Regions from separate parts of the Danio rerio genome. Here region 2 is linked to region 1. A link is a contact called in public Hi-C data. All regions are on one chromosome and are shown on one strand. Each heading gives the region's core, a stretch centred on a gene start, on an enhancer-like site or on the middle of the called end of the contact. The rest is flanking DNA. Distances are from core to core; before and after follow the strand shown.

Region 1 (5,986 bases), core at 1,126-3,625:
TAGATAGATAGATAGATAGATAGATAGATGGATGGATGGATGGATGGATGGATGGATGGATGGATGGATGGATGGATGGATGGATGGATGGATGGATGGATGGATGGATGGATGGATGGAGAAAACTACAGAAAGAACGATAGATAGAACGATAGATAGAACGATAGATAGAACAATAGATAGATAGATAGATAGATAGATAGATAGATAGATAGATAGATAGATAGATAGATAGATAGATAGATAGATAGATAGATAGATAGATAGATAGATAGATAGATAGATAGATGGATGGATGGATGGATGGATGGATGGATGGATGGATGGATGGATGGATGGATGGATAGAGAAAACTGCAGAAAGAACTATAGATAGATAGATAGATAGATAGATAGATAGATAGATAGATAGATAGATAGATAGATAGATAGATAGATAGATAGATAGATAGATAGATAGATAGATAGATAGATAGATAGATAGATAGATAGATAGATAGATAGATAGATCTTCACCTTCTTGTCATAAGCAGCGTGTGCCGGTATGAACTCTAGTGGCAGGTGTGATCTATCGGTACCGTAGGTCAGGTTAGGGATGTCGGTGATCAGCTGGTTCCTCTCGCTGTGACTGATGTTCACCGACAGCAGCGGGTCTTGACCGATACCCACCACGGGCCGCCGGGGCTGAGCGTACCCGTTCTTAAAATCAAGAGTCTGAGCTCGGTGGAAAGCAGATTTCTGGAGGACAGAAGAATGGAACAACATGATTTATGCACATCATAGGGATATGAAGAGACACTTCACCCAAAACTGAAAACTCTGTCATCATTTACTCACCCTTTATATTCAATTCAAATCTGTATGAGTTTCTTTCTTCTCTTGAACAGAAAATTAATGTTGTAGAAAGCTAAAAAGCAGTAACCATTGATTTCTATAATATCTGTTTTTCCTACTATGAAAGTCAATGGTTACAGGTTTTTAACATGCTTTAAAATATCTTCTTTAGTGTTAAACAGAAGAAATAAACATACGTTAAAAGTTTGGAACCCTTTGAGTGCGAGTAAATGTTATTTTGGGTGTACTATCCCTTTAAGAACGTTTATGAAGATACAATAATGCAGAAACAAAACGGCTGCATGGTCAGGTTCACTTTTGTAAAAAGCCATAAAATGCTTGTCCCCTACACCCCAACTCGCTCTTTACAGTCTGCTGACTCTGGGCTTCTTGCTGTCCCTCGATACCGCCTCTCTTCAATGGGGGGCAGATTATTTAGTGTTATTGCACCCAAACTCTGGAACTCTACCACACTCAGTCTGCTCTGCTAATAATATCTCTGAATTCAAATCCTTACTTAAGACTCACTTATTTTCTGAATGCTTCGCATCTGATCCACCACTACTATGCTCATATGTCTCTTAGGTCTTGTTTGTGTTATTCAAGTTTGTTATATTTGACCTCATGTATGTTTGTTTATCTTTTTGTTGCATTCCTTGTAAAGTGTCCTTGAGCTCTGGAAAGGCGCTATATAAATAAAAATTATTATTATTATTATTATTATTCATTTTAAAGCTAATGCCTTGACTTCCACAGTATTCCCTGCTGAAATATCCGGCTTAAACCAGCCTAAGCTGGTTGGCTGATTTTAGCTGGTTGACCAGCCTGGTTTTAGAGGGGTTGTGGCCATTTCTAGGCTGGTTTCTAGCCATTTCCAGCCTGGTCTTAGCTGGTCAGGCTGGAAAATGACCAGCTAAATCCAGCTAAACCAGCTTGACCAGCCTGGTTTAAGCTGGACATAGCTGGTTTTGGCTGGACCCCCAGCTTGGCTAGGCTGGTCAAGCTGGTTTCAGCTGGTCATCTCCCAGCCTGAACAGCTAAGACCAGGCTGGAAATGGCTGGAAACCAGCCTGGAAATGGCCAAAACCCCTCTAAAACCAGGCTGGTCGACCAGCTAAAACCAGCCAACCAGCCTAGGCTGGTTAAAGCTGAATTTTTCAGCAGGGTTTGTTTGTCCTACTATGAAAGTCAACCGTTACAGGTTTTCAGCATGCTTCAAAATATCTTCTTTACTGTTTAAGAAGAGAAGAAAGAAACATACATTAAAGGTTTGCAACCACTCGAGTAAGAGTAATTTTCATTTTGGCTAACCTAAGAACGCCTATAAAAATATAATTCTACAGAATAAATAATTGGGCCTAGTTAGCAGATAATACGGGCTTACACGGTTTAAAACTCTTACCGTTAAATCGCGAAATGTGTTTCCTGGCAGGAAAGGAAGTCCGTGTCCTGTATTAATAGACATTATGACTAATTTCTCTCTATAAATGTTTATTAAAATAAAGTGAATATGCTTTTCTCTCACGGGACTGCAGTGCTTCCCTGAGGAGGGTTATTTACAAAGGTCTCCATGGAGATCACAAACACTTGCGGTTGTGGTGATAATGTAAACAAGTCCCTCACCCACAACGTATTCACCAGCAGGTGGCGCTAAATCTTTCATTTACTATGAAAACAAACCCTCTTCCGCCTGTACATGAGCGGTGATCCTGCTTTAGGTGCGAGTAAACAACCCACGTGTGTACAATAAGCTAACGTATATATACTTTAAACGTATATAGATTTACTACATCTGTCCTACTACAGGCGCAAAAATAAGTAAATAAAACTTACTGCTCATGTGCCACTTTATTATTATTTTTTTTTAATTACACTAAATACATGTATAAATAAATGTAAATAAATAAATAATGTGGTAAAAAAATGCAGTTGGACATTTTTATTTTATTTTGCAAACTGCTAGTTTCATGACCACATTTATTTAGTTATACATCTATTTTTCCTGCCCAAAATAATTTTTTAATCAAAATTTGCTGGCTACAATGTATGAAAGCATTTATTTTATGTTATGGGCCATTTTTATAATAATAAAAATAATAATAATAATAATAAAAGATTAAATGTTGCATTAAATATTGTTAAGCGAACATCTACTTCTGCTACATTTCTGACCCTATTTTGATAAAATTATTAAATCATTTACAATGACCACTATATATTTTTATATTTTTAAAAAAAAACTTTTGCCAACTGCTAATTTTTGACCTTATAAACATAATTTATTTATTTATAGATTTATTTAAACTGACCAAATTTTACTTATTTATTTTATTTATTTATTTTTTACATTTTTACAAGCATCTTTTAATTTTATGTTATGACCCATTTATTAATAATAAAAAAGATTAAATGTTGCAACAAATATTGTTTAGCAATCCTCTACTTCTGCTACATGTCTGACCACAATATTTTTAATTAATTTACATGGCGCACTATATATGTTTAAATAAACTTTAACATTGTATTATATATTTTTAAACTTTTTCTTTATGTATTAATTATATTTATTTACATTGATTTATTTAAAATATATTTAACAATATCAAATATTGGGGAAAAGACATCATTATTTATTTATTTAAAGTTATACATTTATTTTTACTGCCCAAATTATTATATTTTTTTTTTTTCATTTGCTGGCTACAATGTTTGTTATTTTATTTCATGGGTCATTTAATAATAATAAAACTACTATCTACTATTTCTGACCACAATATCATCCATTTTTCTTAATATAGACCACTATATTTAAATAAAAAAAACATTATATGTTGTATTATATATTTTTGAAAACTTTTGCCAACTGCTAATTTCTTGACCTTATTTATCCATTGTATTTATTTACATTTTATAAATGTATCATACATCTAACATAATCTATTTATTTATTTATGAATTTTTTATTATTAATAATATTCATATTAATGATAATAATTAAAGTTAAATCATTATTTACCAATAAACACATATCTGAACACAAGCACCTTTAAAAAACTTTATTTTGAAGAATGTAAAGTAAGTTATTTAAGGTTTATCATCCTCTGCATGAAATCTGAGCTCTCCTATGCTGTAACAGAAACACATAAATCACAGCTGTAACAAACAGAAAGGACATTTGTGTTGACGTGTGTTGTGTTTAAGGCACTGTTCTGTCCATCACGTTCCTATAAGACCCTCTTTGAGGTTAAAGTTGCATCTATGCAGGAACATCTGAATGTTTCACATCCGCTTTCCACCAACATTAGATTATACACACACAAAAAACACTTGGATTGCATCCCTGAGCAATCAGGCAAAGCTCTGCCACAGTATAAAAATACTCCATCCAAAAATATATATATATGTAGTGGTATCAAAACAAAACTGTTTAAATATCAAAATAGATTTCATAAAGGCGGAGATGAATTTACAGCGTGAATAATAGAATGCACTAAATAAAACAGACGTGGACAAATTTGTTGATACCCTTTCATTGAAGAAAGAAGAAGAGAGATGGGCAGAACTACAAATCTGTCACGCAACTAGACTTCAAATCCCATCATGCACCTCTCACACACAAGAATCAAACACAGAAAGACTAGACAGGATAATGATTCGTGGTTTTACAGGTTATTAACCAACAAGACTCAGCCATGAGTGTGTGAGAGGTGAATATAGAGCCCATGCAATCAATCTATGATTCTTTTCCATCTGTGTGTGGGCAACCAGGGAGAGAACTGAAACTGGTGTGTGTGAAGTGCATGATGGGATTTGAAGTCCGTGACAGATTTGTAGTTCTCTAGCGATGATCGCTGGTTATTGTGACAAGTGCACTGTAAAAAAAAAAAAATTAATTGACGTATTATTTGTTTATTTACGATATTGAATTGGATTATGGGATGTTGATCTCTGCTCTGTTGACTTTTATTGTTGAAAATTCAACTCTTCAGTTTAACAAAGTGACTTTTATTGAGATTTTAGTAGTCGTTTGAAATAATATAATGTATAAGAAATAATATATAGAGAAATGAGTGTGTAAAATAACAAAATATGTACGGTGCGGTTTATTACAAGGGTTTTGTAGCATATTTTACAACACCATTCCAGACAATATATCACTAATTATATATTTAAACTATTAAAAATGTGAATAAGTCACTTTTCTGAACTTTTTCAAGGTTAAAAGTTGTTAGAGGAAATATCAATCTCCCATTATCCAATTTAAAAGCATTAAAAAACAGGGAAAACAAAAAATAAATACAGACAACTGCTAAGTTTTTTAGCCTAGTCACTGAAATAAGTGAAAATGTAATGGTGAATCAGAAATGACTGAGAAATCTGATATTGCTTTGGAAATGTGGTTCAACAGAAGCATTAAAAAAGCACTAAATTATAGAGTACAAACAATTGAGTCCACGTCTGTATGTGTGTGTGTGTAATGTCTAAAAATATTGACTTAAGTCACACATAAACGCATGCATGTCATTGCAGTTATTAGTAATATGGCAAAACAAGTTGCATGTATTGTAAAGAAAGGCAATGATAAATAATTGATCTCTGCCACACTTTACAAAAAGTAACTGACAATAAGCAATACGTTTCCTTCTAGCCTTTATCTATAGCCTTTATTAGTCTTCACTTGTGTATAGGCATGGGACGATAACCGGTTTTAAGATATATTGTGGTTTGAAAAGTCAAGGTATGTGTAAGATTTTTTGTAGATTTGTAAAAAAATTTGTTTTTGAAACTAATGAAGACCGCAGAAGTCAATGATTTATTTGAATTAATTCACCGTGTTCATGTAAAATCGACATGTTAATTGTTCCAAAATATTATAAATGTTTCCTAAATTAAAATAAATTGTCTAATGGGGTAAAAAAAAAAAGAAGCTTCTTTTTTTATTTTTTTTTGCTCAGACACTTAAGAAGAACATATTTTAGAGCAGTCATAACAATAACACGATACCGTGAAATGTTTATCCAAGGTTATCATACTATCAGAAATTTATACCAGCCCCTACCTACTTGTGTAATGTGTGCTTGTTTTAACGGATTTATTGTCTTTCACACATTTTTTGTCTTTTCCATATTACTGTCAACATTGCTAATTAGGGC
Region 2 (6,203 bases), core at 1,309-3,808, 250 kb after region 1:
ATTGATAATAGAAAAGAATAATGGCATATTATTTATACTGCAAAAATCTGAATTAATGAATGATAAATGATGCACTGGTTAAACATTTTCTTCTTCTTTTTAGCATAATTAATACTCATGATTTGGACGCATTTTTACATATAAGCACATTAATATATATATTCATATATATATTCATATATATATATATATATATATATATATATATATATATATATATATATATATATATATATGAATATATATATGATAAATGATAAAAAAAGAAAAAGAGAGTTTTTGAATTTGTTGCAAAATTCTTAAAAAAAAAAACAAAAAAAAAACTGAAAATTCACATGTGCATCAGTATTCACAGCCTTTGCTCAATACTTTGTTGATGCACTTTTTGGCAGCAATTACAGCAAGTCTTATTGAATATGATGCCACAAGCTTGGCACACCTGTCTTTGGAATTTTTTGCCCATTCCTCTTTGCAGCACCTCTCAAGCTCTATCAGGTTGGATGGGAAGCGACGGTGTACAGTTCTCTCCAGAGATGTTCAATAAGATTTAGTCTGGGCTCTGGCTGGGCCACTCAAGTACATTCACCAAGTTGTTGTGAAGCCACTCCATTGATATTCTGGCTTTGTGCTTTGGGTCATTGTCCTGCTGGAAGATGAACCGTCGCCCCAGTCTGAGGTCAAGAGCACTCTGAAGCAGGTTTTCCTTCAGGATGTCTCTGTACATTGCTGCATTCATCTTTCCCTCTATCCTGACTAGTCTTCCAGTTCCTGCTGCTGAAAAACATCCCCACAGCATGATGCTGCCACCACAATGCTTCACTGTAGGGATGCTATTAGCCTGCTGATGAGCGGTGCCTGGTTTTCTCCCAACGTAACGCCTGGCATTCACTCCAAAGAGAGAATTTAGTTTCTTATGGTCTGAGAGTCCTTCAGATGCCTTTTGGCAAATTCCAGGCAATGGGTTATTGATCACCTCCCTAACTAAGGCCCTTCTCCTTTGATCACTTAGCTTAGGTGACCGGCCAGCTCTAGGAAGAGTCCTGGTGGTTAAATATCTTCCACTTACGCATGATGGAGGCTACTGTGCTCATTGGAACTTTCAGAGCAGCAGAAATGTTTCTGTATCCTTCCCCAGCCTTGTGCCTTGAGACAATCCTGCCTCAGAGGTCTACAGACAATTCCTTTGTCTTCGTGCTTGGTTTGTGCTTTGATATGCACTGCCAACCCTGGGACCTTATATAGACAGGTGTATGCCTTTTCAAATCATGTCCAATCAACTGAATTGACCACAGGTAAACTCCAATTCAGCTGCTAAAACATCTCAAGAATGATCAGTGGAAACAGAATGTACCTGAGCTCAATTTAGAGCTTCATGGCAAAGGCTGTGAATACTGATGTACATCTGATTTTTCAGCTTCTTTATTATTTATAAATTTGCAACAATTTCAAAAACTCTTTTTTCACATTGTCATTATGGGGTATTGTGTGCAGATGTTTGAGGAAATAAATGAATTTAATCTATTTTGGAAAAAAACTGTGACAAAAAAAATGTGGAAAAATTTAAACACTATGAATACTTTCTAGATTACAAACAATAAAAGACATAAACATATATAACTATAAATCATGCATGCCATCCTAGCTTAGGGATTGAACACATTGTAGTTGTAACTTCATGGTAGTGTAGTATTTGATAGATAGCTAAATAGGTTGATAGATACTTCATATTTTGCAAACTTTAATGAATTTAGATTCAACTCAAGTCAACACTACTTGATATTTTTTCTAAGAGTAACGTTACAAAGGTATTACATATCGCGGTTAATCGCATCCAAACTAAACGTTTGTTTTGACAATTTATTTACTGTGTGTACTGTGCATATTTATTATGGATATATAAATACACAAAACAATGTTTAAATTTATATATCAAATGTTTATATTTACATAGAAAGTTAATATGTGTGATACAAATTATATATACATGTACAAATATACATGTGACAAAGATGTTTGGGATGGTTTTGTTTCTATGTTTGTGTGTGTATCATATACATAATAAATAAATACAATACACGCACATATACATTAACGTTATGTCCAATCAAACTTTTATTTTGGATGTGATTAGCCTTAGCACAACACTGAAATGAAAGATAATAAACACATGTTTTACCTTCTCCACGTTTTCCACGGTGAAGTCTGCGGCTGTGTCCGAATCCATCTCCGTGTTTTTTATAACACACACCTCCTTTCGCTCTCTTGAACACAATGTCTTGTAGAAATCCTCTAGAATTATATAAATATGATGATAACGCTGAATGATATCACTGAGGTGAATCTGATTCGGCCGGGCGCGCGCGATCAGGCCGGTGCGCGCGATCTCATGTCTCTCATTCTCATATTTCACTCATGATTTAAAAAATAACCCTTCATATCTCAGATGACCGATGAAAATGATCATATGTCACAAAACTGTGTCCGCACGTTTCTGTCCGGTCCGCTCCCGGTGATCCGGTGTGCGCGCGTCCTCCCTCTACCCTTCTTTTCGGTATGACTGAACCGAATAAACGCTGCCCACATATCTGCCTGCATTAAAAAGGAGAGAGATTAAATAACAGTATTCATACATTTTTAAAAAAATGTACATATTTTTAAATTAAAATGTAGGCCTATTTATGTGTGTGAATGTTAAAAACGTGATTACTTTAATCATAAATGTGTTGTTGACTGTATTTATGCATGGTGGTTTAATCTAATTGATTGGTTGTCCCTTTGAAGAGCCTCAGATTTGATTTCCGATTGTTACTTTACGTTTTAAACCTTCAGAAGTGTGCTGATTTCATGTAAAATGCATCTCGTAGCACTTTAGCAAGTTCTTTATAATCAGGCTACATCCTTGTGATCCTAAATGGTCCTTAGCTTTGCATTATGGGAAATGTAGTTTTTAAGCACTAACGTTCATTTGCGATGTCACAGCGACTCTTTGTGGTACTTTGGACGTTTTGCAAGGATTTCGGTTTCTGAGAGTGTGCAATAGATGGAGTTCTCTTACAGTTATTATACATTTAGAGTCCATTTATTAAGCCTAAACAATACGTGTGTAAAATGTTTGGGTTGCTATTGAAATGTATTTTACTTTGTATTTTGAGACAATTCACGGAATTGCTAAGAAAAAAGTAATCAAATGTCTCACCTGTGTCCAAAGTCATTTATTCATTCATTAAGTTTGCCTATTTCATTAATTCATTAATTTTACTTCGGCTAAGTCCTTTTATTCATTAGCCCTTTTGCATCAGGCTTTTCACTCAGCGATGCAATGTCAGACTCAATGAACGCAATAGAGTGAGTGACGTCACTCTGACGGGTAGGGTTAGGGGTGGGGCTAGGTGAGCCCACTGAAAAGCATTGGATGCACCAGGTATGCATCCAGAACCCCTGGGAGCACCCGGAGGAAACCCATGCGAATGCAAGGAGAACATGCTAACTCCACACAGAAACGCCAATTGACCCAGCCGAGGCTTGAACCAGCAACCTTCTTGTTGTGAGGCGACAGCACTACCTACTGTTCCACTGCGTCACCTCAGGGGTTTATCTTTTGGGTTATTATAATAAAAAAAATTATGTTTTTTAGACAAAAGCAATTCAGAGTACTTGCAGAATCAAATATTTGAGAACTTAGTAGTGACCAAAATTGATTGGAAATTGGACAATATCAAAACACATGTCTCCTCTGCTTGTTTGCAGAAAGTACATGTCAATGTCCAAAAATTTAGAAACACTAGAATTTACTGCACTCTTAAAGACGTTGAGTTATTTATTTCACCCACTGGTTGAGTTTAAAATATTTGGTGCTTTGTTGGGTTATTTTTTAATCTTCAGTAATAACTCAACCAGCTGAGATAAATATTTGGTGCTTTGTTAGGTTATTTTTAACATTTATTTTGGTATTTATTTAATAACTCAACCAGTTGGGTTAAAATTTTGAATTTCAATAGTCAACTGATTTAACTGACACAGAACTATGGAGTCAGATAAGACTCTAAAGTAATTCACGCAAAAAACAAGATGTACATATGCGTAGAGGGCAGATTAAGGGTGCTTTCACACCTACACTTTTGTTTCGGAACGTATCTCGTTTGCCCAGTTAGCGCGGTTTGTTTGGCATATGTGAACAGGGCAATCGCGCTCTGTTCCGCGCCAAAGTAATCGCTCCGAGATCGCTTGAATGAGGTGGTCTCGGCACGATTGAAACGAACCCTGGAGCGGATTGATTGCAGTGAGAAAGCGATCCGATCCGAGCGCGGTTATATCACAGTGTTTTATGGATACTGTATGTTATAGGCATACGGCTATATGAAGAGAGAATTGTGAGTATGGCGGGAAGTTTCGCGAGTCTCCGGATGCCCGCAAACGAGGGATGATCTCCCGGTAATCTTGCGTCTCCCTCCCGGTCCTCAAATAGGCATCGTCGCGCACCCTTCTCACCCCTCCCCACCGCATCTCTCCTCAGACACATCGTGCGCACACCCTGTCAATCACCACCAATCCACCACCTCTCCTGACAGCTGAGCGGGACACTGCAAAATAAACCCTGACACTCTGACCAATGTAAGGAGAGTTTACTCGCACATGACTTGTTTTAGCTCTTTTGGTCCGATTAGAAACTTTGCAGTGTGAAAGCAAACCGCTCCAAGAGCAAAGAGCAACAATGTAACAATTGTAAAATCTGTTTCGGAACAACTGAATCGATTCACAGGTGTGAAAGCACCCTAAAATCATGAATGGCATTAAACATGTTTGAAATGATCTAAGATGCTCGATTTGTGTTGAAAAATATCCCAAAAACTATTAATGTTATATTTATATTCTACATATTAATAAAGCACAACAGCAGCCTGTTTACGTTCATTAGATATAATGTAAATTAGGTTTTTAAGTCAGTGAAAGTCAGGGAATTTAATAGTTCTTGCTTGAAGCCTGCGCATCTCTTTCTCCATTCGCCATGCTGGAGAGGAACAGACTGCGCTGAAGGAGCGCAGAGTGGTTGACATCGACTACAGCTCTCATCTGATTGGCTGAGAGGTACGAGTGCTTCTGCCAGAACAGTCTTAAAAATAAACACACACGTTGTAACGCGGGGAAGTGACACAAACAGCAGAAGTTTGGATCCACTTGCAGGTTTATTCGCCATCAGGCAAGCAATGGTCAATACAGGTGCAAACGGGTATATGTAGGCAATCCAGAATCATAATCAGTAACAGGCAAGAGGTCAAAAGGCAGGCGGCAGGCAGGAAGAACAAGAATACAAGGTTAGGTCGAAACACAGGAAAACTAGACAGGGAGAACGCGTTGTAATGTCATCAACAGATAAACAAGACTCGGCAAACTGAATGGGAGAGTGTGTGGCTTAAATAGTATGTGCAGTCAGTCTCTGACAATCCTCAGGTGGTGTGAATGTAATCAGTTTAGATGAGGAAGCATGTGTGTCTGTGACCGGAGTGCATGTATGAAAATGTAGTCCAGAAATGGCGGAGTTGTAGTCCATGGTTATTGAGAGTGAAATCCAGCTATCTTATGAAAGACGATTGCTGGTAATCGTAACACACGTATGCAGGGGGAGTCGTACGTGAAAGAGAATTTGCACATTCTCATTTAGGATAAAATCTCGCAAGTTTTAAACATTCAAAACTTTTTGTACACTCTTATACATTTGCAAATGGTGTTTTGCATTTGTGAAAAGTACTTTATGAAAATGTATTTTAATTTTGTGCATGTGAAATTTTTTCCGAATATAAATAAATATTTTACGCACGTGAATTTGGCTACGCTTGTGTACATCGTGTCTTTTGCGTGAATTACTTTAGAGTCTTATCTGACTCCATACTGAACAGCTGCATTAAAATGCGTGTTATGTTGTTTTGCGTTCTGAAGTTTATGTAAGCTATAACACAATAATATTGTTGTTATTTTTTTTATCAAATTACCTCTGAACCGTGTTTTTTATATCCGTTTCACCATCCAAGACCATCTTTTAGAAGTGTTTGGATGTGGTTAAAATATATTGTACATTGTGGACACTGAGTGAAGCCTGCTGCAGCGGCTCTGTTTCTTTATTGTTTGTGATTTAATTTAACAAGTGAATTTGAACAAGCATTTTCAATATTTTTTAAAACTGTATGTTATGTATTTACATAATCATA

What was found. A called contact is a pair of places that touch in the nucleus more often than the background predicts.
Region 2: a contact with region 1 is called in a Hi-C map of hematopoietic stem cells, with 2.2 times the contacts expected there. The contact joins the promoter of ipo13b here to the promoter of efhc1 in region 1. A contact is called at or near these places in 3 of 18 Hi-C or Micro-C datasets (caudal fin, hematopoietic stem cells and an unstated tissue) and 2 of 4 datasets of contacts at active chromatin or transcription factors (caudal fin and embryo).

What each region holds. Positions count from the first base shown.
Region 1 is chr20:51,345,317-51,351,302 of GRCz12tu, forward strand. It overlaps efhc1 (EF-hand domain (C-terminal) containing 1), which reads right to left and starts at 2,376. Exons shown (of 10, transcript NM_200967.1): 1 at 2,236-2,376; 2 at 516-737. The coding sequence starts at 2,298.
Region 2 is chr20:51,594,895-51,601,097 of GRCz12tu, forward strand. ipo13b (importin 13b) reads right to left here and starts at 2,559. Exons shown (of 21, transcript XM_002665780.8): 1 at 2,177-2,559. The coding sequence starts at 2,224.